2 separate regions of the Zea mays genome follow, and region 1 is linked to region 2. The links are chromatin contacts, called in public Hi-C maps. All regions are on one chromosome and are shown on one strand. The core of a region is the stretch at or near the end of the contact, and the rest is flanking DNA. Distances in the headings are between cores, read along the strand shown.

Region 1 (5,242 bases), core at 42-2,541, 130 kb before region 2:
CTTCGTTTTCCATACATGCATCCGAGAGTCACTGATCTATTAGAAATTCATAATTCACAGCAGCAGAGATACGATCGTAAATTGACACGCGTACCTTTGTTTGCGTTTGATTCTTGAGGCTTGTTAGAGGTTATATGAACAGCATGTCAATCGAGCGAGAGGTACCTATAGCTACATCCAGAGCGATCAGTCAGTAGCAGCCGTCGCAGCCGGTAAGCGGCGGCGGCTCGGCGGCAGCGGCACGACGGCGATGGCAGGGGCAGGCGGAGGCATGGATCGAGGCTCTCGGCGGTGTGCAAGTGCAATGCGAGACTTCAATTCCGGCGTGTTCTTGAACCGATCGATCAGATGAAGGCAGAGAGAAGAGCGCGTGGAAGCCTGCTCCCGTCCTCGCCCACCGCGCGCCGCGGCCTGCCCAGCCGACCCTAATTTTGTTTTTTTCCTAGTTATTGGCTAGTCAATGTAGCTGTGTTCTTCTCCTTCCGGCGCCCTTCTAATCTCTTCTTCTCCTTCCCTCCGCGCGCGCGGCTGGGAGGAAGGAAAGGAGAAGAGGGAAGAAGATCGGAGGAGCAGCAACAACGACTGTCTATTTTTGCACCCGGGACGCCCTCATAGTGTACATATAGATCGGGCGGAGCAACCGGGCCAATTGTGGCCTCTCCCAGCCCTCTCTCTCCCCCCTCTGCTGCTGCCATTACCATGGCCGCACGTCCAAGAGAGTCATGCGGGGAATGCAGAGCCCCTGGACCATTCCTCTTGAGAAGGACCGTGCATGAGCATGAGCATGAGGATGTGGCCAGCCGAACTTTGTGGGAAGTGAGGAAGTAAACCTTTTTCGTCCAGTTCACTCAGGCACAGGTGGACGACGACTGGCTGAGAGAGACAATGGGCCCAAAGCGCGGTCATCAGCCAGCCCACTTGCAGCCCACAAGGACACTAAGCATTCTGGCACCTATATTTATACCTAATATGGCGAGCCATGTGCCAACTAATATAATTCATATAGTGAGGCCGTCACCCTAGTACAGTGGCAGTGGCTAGTATGAGTATTACACGATTAAGTGGTTAGCACAGCTTAAACCAATCAGCCATTTGATTGTGAATCGTGATTTTCTATGGTTTTAAATATAATAAATCTAGTCTATACTAGCATGAATATTCATGTTTTGAAATTATATATATATATATATAATCTTAAAGGTGTTCAACTTAAAGATGTTCTAGATCTGTTGAGCTCTTAAAATAAAATACTGTTGGGGGCCTTCGGCTTCCGAAGGTCCTCAAAAACATGATTTAACCGTGTTTCTGGAGTATAATGCATGAACAGGTACTTTCGGGCTCGGATCAGAACCACAGTGTGAAGAAGCACAAAGAATACGAAGGTTGACGCAGAGCCGAAGCTATGTGCAGGAGAGCTTCGGCATGATAGCAGAAAAGGAAACCAACTTAAAAAAGAAAAGGCTATTCAAACCTCGATGGTTACTATAGAGCCATTAGCATATGTAAAGGGCATGAGTGTAATTTTACATAGGCTGCGTCCCGTGCCTATAAATAGATGAATAGTGCTCCCGTACTGTTTATGCTGACTTGCCATTTGCTTTCGCGTCACGCTTGTACTTTTACCTTCTTTCAAGCCGAAGGTACATTTGTAATTCGATATCATTTCTATTTTTCCATAATAATAAAATAGAAATGAGCTGATAATAATATATTATTGTTTATGTTATCTTTTATATCTCATATGATGCCTTCTTCATTATTGTATGTTATGCTGATGAAGGTATGTCCTTTATAACCTTCGTCCGAAAATCATTATATCCTAAGGGAAATAATGCTTCGAAGGACGAAGAATTTTAACATTTAACATTTTCTGTGTTGCCTTGTTCTTAACTCATAGCATTTGAGAACAAGTCGCCAACATTGGCGCCCACCTCCGGTGAACTCTTTTCGACCACCTTTGGCAAGCATTGACCTTCGCCATGCCACCGAAGAAAGCTTCAGCGACAGGGGCTGCCGCTCTGCAGCCGCTGGACCCGAACCAGGAGACCTTTTCTCTTCGAGAGGCCCGAAGCCAGAAGAGGAAGGCCACTAGTCCAACACCCCAGGAGGACGAGTTGGACCAAGAAATCAGGAATATGGAGATGCTTCATCAACAAGTACAAAGGAAGAAGGAGAAGATGGCTCGACTAGCCGACCTTCAGAGGCAGGGACAAAGCTACTGAAGAAGTACGCCATCTTGCTCAAGATGAGCAAGAGCGAAGGCCTCAACATAGGGAGCTTCATCAAGAAGGCTTCTTCAATGAGGATGAATGGTACGAGGATTTCCATCATGGAAATTTTGCTTTTGATGATGCTTCTCATCTGTCAGCAGAACTGCAGGCTACACCTTGGCCCCCATCTTACAAGCCACCCCAGCTCTCATGTATGACGGGCACTCAGATCCGAAGCAGTTTCTGATGAGCTACGAAGCAACCATATCTTCATATGGAAGCAATACCGCAGTCATGGCGAAATCTTTCGTCATGGCAGTCAATAATGTTGCGCAAACCTGGTACTCCTCTCTTCGGCCAGGAACAATCACATCATGGCAGAAGCTGAAGGACATGTTGATCACCAGTTTCCAAGGGTTTCAGACGAAGCCAGTCACAGCTCAGGCTCTGTTTCAATGCACACAAGATCACGAGGAGTGTCTCCAGGCATACGTTCGAAGGTTCTTGCGTCTGAGAGCACAAGCGCCTATAGTGCCCAATGAAATTGTCAGTGAGGCCATGATCAAGGGGCTTCGTCCAGGACCTACTGCCCAGTATTTTGCTAGAAAGCCTCCATAGACTTTGGAGAAGCTGATTCAAAAGATGGATGAATACATCCGCGCTGATAATGACTTTCGTCAAAGAAGGGAGGAGGCCTACAGGTTCTCTGAGATGACCAGGGGCTTTGGAGGGAGAATCCACCCAAGGCATGTTAGATCAATCCACTCTACCCAGAATGACGACAGAGGAAGTCAGCAACAGAGGCCACAATATTCCTCGCAAGCTTCGGGGCACCAACAAAACCATCTTCGGCCGCCAGCTCCAAAGGGCAGAGGCGCCAGAGGCTTCGGAGGAAGATTTGGGGATCAGCCCAGAAAAATTTATTGCTTATTCTGTGGTGAGGACAAGGGCCATACTACAAGGATGTGCCATGTCACCATTCAGAAACAGAAGGAAATAGCAGAAGCTGCAGCTCAGCAGAATCAGCCGAAGCAGGTCATGCATACTGCTTCATATCACTCACCCTACATACCAGAGTATGTGGGTAACCATCCTACAGCGTCTGTTGCTTCGGCTAGTCAGCCACAGGCATCCTGGCCACAGCCTCCACCTCCGCCACCACTACAACCTGCATATTCACGCGGCCAACAGCTAGAAGGGAGTCAGCAGACCCATCAGCAGAGAGACTTCAGGGAGGAGTCCGAAGCTCGCACAGTCAACAGTACAGTGCTAGAGTCGAAGCATATCTACTAAGAGATATCCTACCCCTGAATCAGTTTTTACATTCATTGTCATCCTCTTTCTTACTAAGGAACAGTTGTTAAAAACTTAGTTTTCTTGTCGTTTTCAATTCCTTGTAATAGCTTAGTTTTTGCCATAGTGAAAATATATCTTCTCCACAGACTTACGGAGTCCAAAAAGTCGTCGAGGCACAAAAAGCCGTTCCTAAGTCAAAAGTATCTTCGAAGCTACAAAAAGTCGTTCTACTGAACGCAGCGTAAGTTTGCCGAAGCTACAAAAAGTCGTTCCTAAGGGAGCGCAGTGTAAGTTTTCTGCTCAAAAGTCGTTCCAAAGGGAATGCAGAGCCAAATACCGCCGAAATATAAGGCGAAGCACGAAAAGTAAACGCGAATACCACCGAAATAGAAGGCGAAGAAGTTCAAAAGACGTTCCTAAGGGAATGCAGAACTTACAACAAAAAGTGAGCGCTGATACACCGAAAAATAAACGGCGGTGAAGCAGAAAAATAAACGGCAAAGAGATTGTGTATTCCAATATGGGGATGTGAGTGTGTGTCTTCGACACAAAGTATCATTTTCGCATAGCATAACATCATCACATTATTTTGCATAACATAACATCATACATCATATTGCATCAATGACACAAGAAGGGAACATAATGTTGACCTTCGGAGAATGCTTCGAAAAAGTGAAATTGTGCTAAGGCACAAAATAAGTTTTGAAGAGATACGGTTTTATCAGCTCTGAAGTGGAGGAGAAAGTCTTTTATTGATGAAGTATCCGTATTATGGCGACGCTTGGAGCATTTTTATAAAGCACTCTGATATCAAGGAAGAAAGTCTATTACTGACGAAGCATTAATGTTTCTGCGACGATTGAAGGATTTCTCACGAAGCATAAAAACTCTTGTTTACAAAGCATGAAAAAGAAGGAAAGATGTTTTTTCGCCGAAGGCTAAAAAACGGTATGTACAATAAAAGTTTCATGCATCGCAAAGAAATGAATTACAAAGCCATTTATATATTACATTAAAAACTCATGAGCACCAAATATTACAAGCATAGTCCAGCAAATGTTACATTAATATTCTAGCAATGTTTTTACAATATCTATTATTCTTCCTTCAAAACTTCATCTGCAGTTTCGGTCAACAGTTGGGTAACGGCTTCGTCTACAATAGCTTCAGCCATCCTAACAATTTCTGCTGATGCCTTTGCTTCTGGGTCGACCAACGACTCGGAGGGCTCTGGGGGAGGAGATAGTTCGGCTGCGGTAGAAAACGTAAATAAGTTTGAAGTCACAAAAATAAAAAATAAAGTTAAAAAGCTATTAAGCAATACCTATCCGTCTTTCGAGTTCTTTCGAGTTCTGTAGCTTTTTCAGCTGCCTTCGTTGCTTCCCTAGCATCGTGAGTATCTTTTTCGCTCTTCTTTATTATTTCGTGAGCCATCCCTCGACCGCCATTTTCCCATATGTCAGTAAAGAATTTTCCACCAACTAAGCTTGCTTCGGTCGAGGGGTCCTTTGTATCATCAATAGATAAAGTAGCTTTGGCTTGGGCCAGAGTTTTTACATGATCGCAACCTGATTTCTCCAAGATAGCCGCAATTCCCCTTGCACCTGAGAAGGCGTAGACGTCCCCACGATCATTTAAAATCTCCTCAAAGGCTTCGGCCTCGCTGCTGATCCATTCAATTGGCCCCTCGGGATCGCCCCGTACGAAGTTGTCTTCACTTGAATATGCGCCAA
Region 2 (5,461 bases), core at 636-3,135:
GATGAGGCAAGACATAAGATTCAGCATGAAAATGTGCCGCATGTTCTTTGAGCGGATATCAAGCATCATAACAAAAGGATGACGACATGCTCTTCGCTTCAGCTAGTTATATCAGTCTGCCTACTGTACATGGAAGCATCCTGATGTAAAAATGATTTGATGCACTATCTTATTGCAGAGCTGTCTTTCATGCTCATGCCAGTGGTGTGTTTGGTTGCCGGACATTTAGGGACAGCCACGACAGGGAATCCCTGTCATCCTCTCTCGTTCCTTTAATTTCCCTTTAATTTCGAGGTATAACCGAGGACAAGACATTGAATCAAATAATATTATTAAATCAAGCCAAAAAGGATTATCCTATTTTGTCCTATCTCATTATTGTAACCAAATGCAACCTAAAATGCCAATTGATAACGTTCGGTGCGGCCGCTAGCCGGTTATAGTTCGGCTGTCTATTTAGAAAAAAATGATTGTCTTTATAAAAAAAATCCCAATTCAAAACACCATTCGTAGTTTGGCTATAGGGTCCATTTGATACATCATCCGAGCAACACTGCGCCGTTAGAAGAGGAAACGAGGTGGCTTTTCCTTCCCAGTCGGCAACAAGGACGAAGGTCATTTGAACATTGTGTTGATGCAGTTACTGAACATTTTCGAGATCATACGATCTTCCTAAATTCAACTAGTCCCGTCCATATCCAGAGTGTAAAAATGAAAAAACAAAAAGTCATGTAAAAATGAATCTCTTAACATTTCAGAACTCAAAGGACAATTACAGAATCGCCAGGCTCAAGGCTACCCACGCGTTCCTGCTACACCGCTACAGCACCAGACTGGGAACCCAACCCAACAAAACCATCCACGTCAATCGATCCAAGTGAGATCGGTGCTTGAAGAACCTGAGTCGGCATCTGCGCCGTGTGCTGTCCTCTACGCGGCGGCCTTGTAGAGCTTCTCCACCATCTTCCTGAACTCTGAACAGCGAAGAACGAGAGGAAACGAGAAAAAGCGAGATTCAGAACGATAGGGAACGAGATTCAGACAGAACGAGACGCGAAGCGTGATGTCGAATCGCGTACCTTCCTGGTTCGCCCAAAGCGCCGCCGCCTGCGTGTTGAGCGGCGAGTCGTTGTTCGGCTCTGAACAAATCATAATCCGTCGGTGAGAACCGAAGGCGACGCACGAGATCCATGGACCGACCGAACAAACGAAGGAATCTAGCAATCAGTAGCGATCCGTTACCTCCGAGCAGGCTCTGGATGGAGAGGAGGATGGTGCGCACGTCGTAGGCGGAGGACCACTTGTCCTGGAGGATGTCCAGGCAGATGTTGCCGTGCACGTCGACGTTGGGGTGGAAGCAGGGGGTGTCGAACCGCACCTTGGGCGGCTTGTACGGGTACTCGGCGGTGAAGGCCAGCGCGAGGCGGTAGGAGGTGCCCTCGTAGGCCGTCCCGGCGGATCCCGCGATGGTGCCCACCCAGTGGAGCATGTTGTCCCCCTCGGGGAACGCCGACACGCCCGGGTCGCCGCCCATCATCAGCGCCATCAGCTCCGACTGCAGCCGCCGCACCACCGACTGGCCCTCCGCGCCCTTCCCGGCCCCCGCCGATGCCGGCTTCGGTCCCGGCGCAGCCGCAGATGCGGCGGAGACGTTCCCGGTCTGCGACTCCTGGTTCTCTCCCCGGGTCATGACTGGCGATCGAGTTGCTCCTTCCTCCACGGCGGCGACTGAGCGGGAGGAGGCGGATTAGGAAGAGGCGGGAGGATTGAGAGCGGTGGGAGTGGAGGCGGCGGTAGGGCGCAGGATTTAAAAGCGAGAGGCGATTGGCTGGGAATGGGAATGCGAGTTTCTTCTGCTCTCTAGTTACCGTTTGGGGGCCGTGTGGCACGAGTGACAGTCCGCCGCCGCCGCCCTGTCTCCAACGGCTAGTAATGTTCAGCTTCACGGAGGACAGCATGTGCACGCATCCGCACTCGATGGCGTGTTTAGGCTGTCTCCAACAGCACCGTGTAAAGGGTCATGTCCTCTAAATATAGAGGACTGTCGGGTCCCCTACGACTCCAGCAAGGGACTCTATAGTGTCCTCTAAATTATAGAGGATGTGGCAGACACTCTAAATGTGGAGGGCTCCTGGAGTGCGCTATCCGCGCTGCTCGTCCACCAGCCGCCGCGAGGAAACTTCCGCGTCCTCCTACCCCGCGCTGGCGACTGCATCTTCCGGGGCCGAGCCCTCGATCCGGCGCGCTTCGCCGCCGGCATCGAGGCAGGAGGGCGAGAAGCGGCCGTGCGGAGGCGGGTCTGTCGGCGTAGAGCTCGCACCCCTTCGAACCGAGGCCGCGCGACCCACCGCAACCCAAGATCCAATCCAGCTTCCCCCTGTTCGTCGCCGGAGAGTCGCCATCGGCAAAAGGCTTCGTCGTCCGCCGACTTCGTCGAAGGCAGCCGGCAAAAGGAAGAGAAGCTCGTCGCCGCCGTTGTCTTCGTCTTCGATTCGGTCCACCGAGCCAGATCCGCGAAGAGCGAGGTACGAACTACACAAATCCTTTTTCTTTAGTACTGAATCATTACCGTATTTTATTGTTCGTATTTGGGGGCATGGATTAGGGTTTGTGGGATGTCTAGGGTTTACGATCTGGAGCTTTCTAAATAATGCGCTTCAATTTCATGCATCAATGGCTTATTGTTGTGTCCGGATGCTTAAATTTAGACCGGTTTTGGGGGATCCATTTTGGGTTTGGGGGGTTGTTCGTCCCAGATGATTCGGTTCTGTCCAGATTCAAATTACTCAACATTAATTTTTTATGCGACCATGGTAACCTAATCTGCAAATTTATAACAGGTTCACATAGATGCAATGTACATTGATTAAGGGTTCATTTGAACTGTGTACTCATAGTTTGGAATCCCTTCGATTCAGTAGTTTGTATAAGATACGTAAATTGTAGTCGGTGTTAACTAATTCAACACTGTGTTTGATGTAGCCATGGATTCGGAGAACGAAAAGCTCCGTAAAGCACTGGCTACTCTGCTCAGAGTTGTTCGAAAGCGTAGTTGTGACATCGTTGATGTCGTCAAATCAGTCTTCCAGCCTTTCAACTCACCTTTGGTCGACGAATTTAACCGAGCACTAGTTGAGATTGACGACCTCGCCAAGGATCTTGAGGACGTAGCAGTGCAAACTCAGTGGGAGGTAGAAAATATGGCTAACAGTCAAGTGAAAGAACATCCACAACAAGAGGAAGCAGTAGAGGACCTTCTGATACAAGATGGTTCAGAAGACGACCTACTGATAGACGAAGAGTCACCAATTAACTATGAAGACCTTGTGGGCTACGACGATGGTCGTGACTACTCAACCGACGACACATATCCGTACTAGTGTTCTAGGTTTAACTTCAGTACAACTATTGTAGCATGTTCAGGTCTATGTTCAGGTGTACTTGTCGGCTGGTATGATCATGCTTTTGGGGGATTTAAATGTTCTGGTCTATGTAAACCGAAACCGGTTCAGTTACTACAATAATTATTGTGTTTTGTTGGACTATGTTTGCCTTACTTTATACCATGTTACATGATGACTACATGCTCATTTATATCATGTTTGATCTACCTCTATTGCATAGAATGGGGAGTGATTGGAACCAGGTGATGTCTCAATATGGAAGCTTCCTTAGCCAGATTGACGAGCAGCCTATCGGAACACAACATTCTGAATTTCAAGTTCATGGCCAACCCGAGGGCTCAAGAACAGCAGCTGTTCCTAAAAAGCCAACTCAAAGAACTAAGCTAGCAAACTTCACTGCTGAAGAGGACACAAGGGTATGCCATGCATGGCTTGCTGTTAGTTGCGATCCCATTATTAACACAGGGCAGAAACGTCAAGGATTTTGGAGTAGAATTACTGAAGCATACAACTCAAGACGAGGAACATTGCCAGAAAGGTCCACAAAATCTTTGATGAGTAGATGGGATACTATCAAAACACAGTGTTCCACTTTTGCTGGATACATGATGGCAGTCCTCCGATAGAATCCTAGTGGACTCAGTGACGCAGACAAGGTACATCTTTCATGTAACATTTTGACATCACTATTTAGAGGTTTGTTAGTATGTTCCTGTTGTAACCATTTGTTATATGTGGCAGACATCACTGGCAGCTTCTAGGTTTGCAGCAATTGAGAAGAAGCCTTTCCACTTTTTACACTGTTGGGCCATTCTTAAGGACCAACCAAAATGGATGGACAACCACATGGGTCAACAACATTAGCAAGCCAACGCTAATCCCACAAATTCTAACACTGTCGATGTGGATGCAGAAGAATCTGTACCATCAAGCTTCACATCGAAGAGGCCACTTGGTCGAGATTCTTCTAAGGAAAAGGCAAAGAGGACTAAATCTGTTGACACATCTTCATCAGATTCTGAGTTTATGACACGCATGGGAGATCTTTCTTTGGAGCGCCTGTCAGTGTACAAAACAGCTGTTACAACTGAGGAAAAGAAGTTGGATTCAATGAACAGAAATGAGAGGCAGAAATTGCTCCTAGAAAAGAAGAAGTTGAACCTAGAGAAATTAAGGCTTGAAAGGCAGAAACTAAAGGAGGACAAGGAAGAGGAGATAATGATCTTAAGCATGGATTTGAGCAAATGTAACCCTCTACTCCGCCAGTACTATGAAGCCAAGCAACAAGAGATACTGGCAAGGGTTACTGGGTCTACTTCATCTGGCCAGTGAAGGTTCCTTACTTAATATGTTTGTTTGTCATTTATGAATGAGGCGTACTCGGACTTGTTTCTGTGAGCTTGCTGTCGTCAGACCCTAATCTGGTTTGTACCAGATTTTTTTAGGTCGTCTTTGAACTATTTGTTTTCAAGTATTTGTTTTGAACTATTTGTCATGGTTTGTACCTGAATGTTTTACTATATGTGTTGAACTATTTGGTTTCATGAACTGTGAGCTTGGTGCAGTTTTTGTTTAGCATTTGTACACACATGTGGTTGCATGACAGTACTACTCCTTGTTATTGAATTGAAACAGCAGCATGAGACACTACGACACTTCGACACTAAGACACACAGTACACACACTTGATAAGAACAGACATGACACTAACACAGACAATACAACAATGTAAAGTAAACAAAGACAGTTCGATAGTAGATAAGAACAGCCATGATAGAACTTGTTTGATTGCGTCCTATGCAACTCTGGATCCATGTCACGCCCAGTGATGGTGTATCAGATCTACCTGAAGCTGAGTATATTTGTTGCGGTCTTTCAGTTGGTTGTACCTTTGATTGACGAAGTCGTTGCGCTCTTCCATTGAACCTTGAGTTGTGTCTGCCAGCACTCCGATATTTTCAAAGGTTGTGTTCAAAGACAATGGACCTTCGTCTTCTACTATCATGTTGTGCAATATTATGCATGTTTTCATGATGTCCCCAATGTGTTCAGGACTC

Evidence for each region. A called contact is a pair of places that touch in the nucleus more often than the background predicts.
Region 1: a contact with region 2 is called in a Hi-C map of ear, with 2.8 times the contacts expected there. The contact joins the promoter of LOC103634663 here to the promoter of LOC100192735 in region 2. A contact is called at or near these places in 2 of 25 Hi-C or Micro-C datasets (ear and endosperm).

Annotation. Positions count from the first base shown.
Region 1 is chr8:3,631,788-3,637,029 of Zm-B73-REFERENCE-NAM-5.0, reverse strand. It overlaps LOC103634663 (phosphatidylinositol 4-kinase gamma 1), which reads right to left and starts at 1,291. Exons shown (of 2, transcript XM_008657262.3): 1 at 95-1,291.
Region 2 is chr8:3,499,914-3,505,374 of Zm-B73-REFERENCE-NAM-5.0, reverse strand. LOC100192735 (putative ubiquitin-conjugating enzyme family) reads right to left here and starts at 1,885. Exons shown (of 3, transcript NM_001137934.1): 1 at 1,243-1,885; 2 at 1,080-1,139; 3 at 459-974. The coding sequence starts at 1,690. The coding sequence ends at 931. It overlaps LOC103634662 (protein ALP1-like), which reads right to left. Exons shown (of 3, transcript XM_023300813.2): 3 at 4,634-5,461. The coding sequence ends at 5,221. It overlaps LOC100192752 (titan9), which reads left to right. Exons shown (of 8, transcript NM_001137950.1): 8 at 1-195.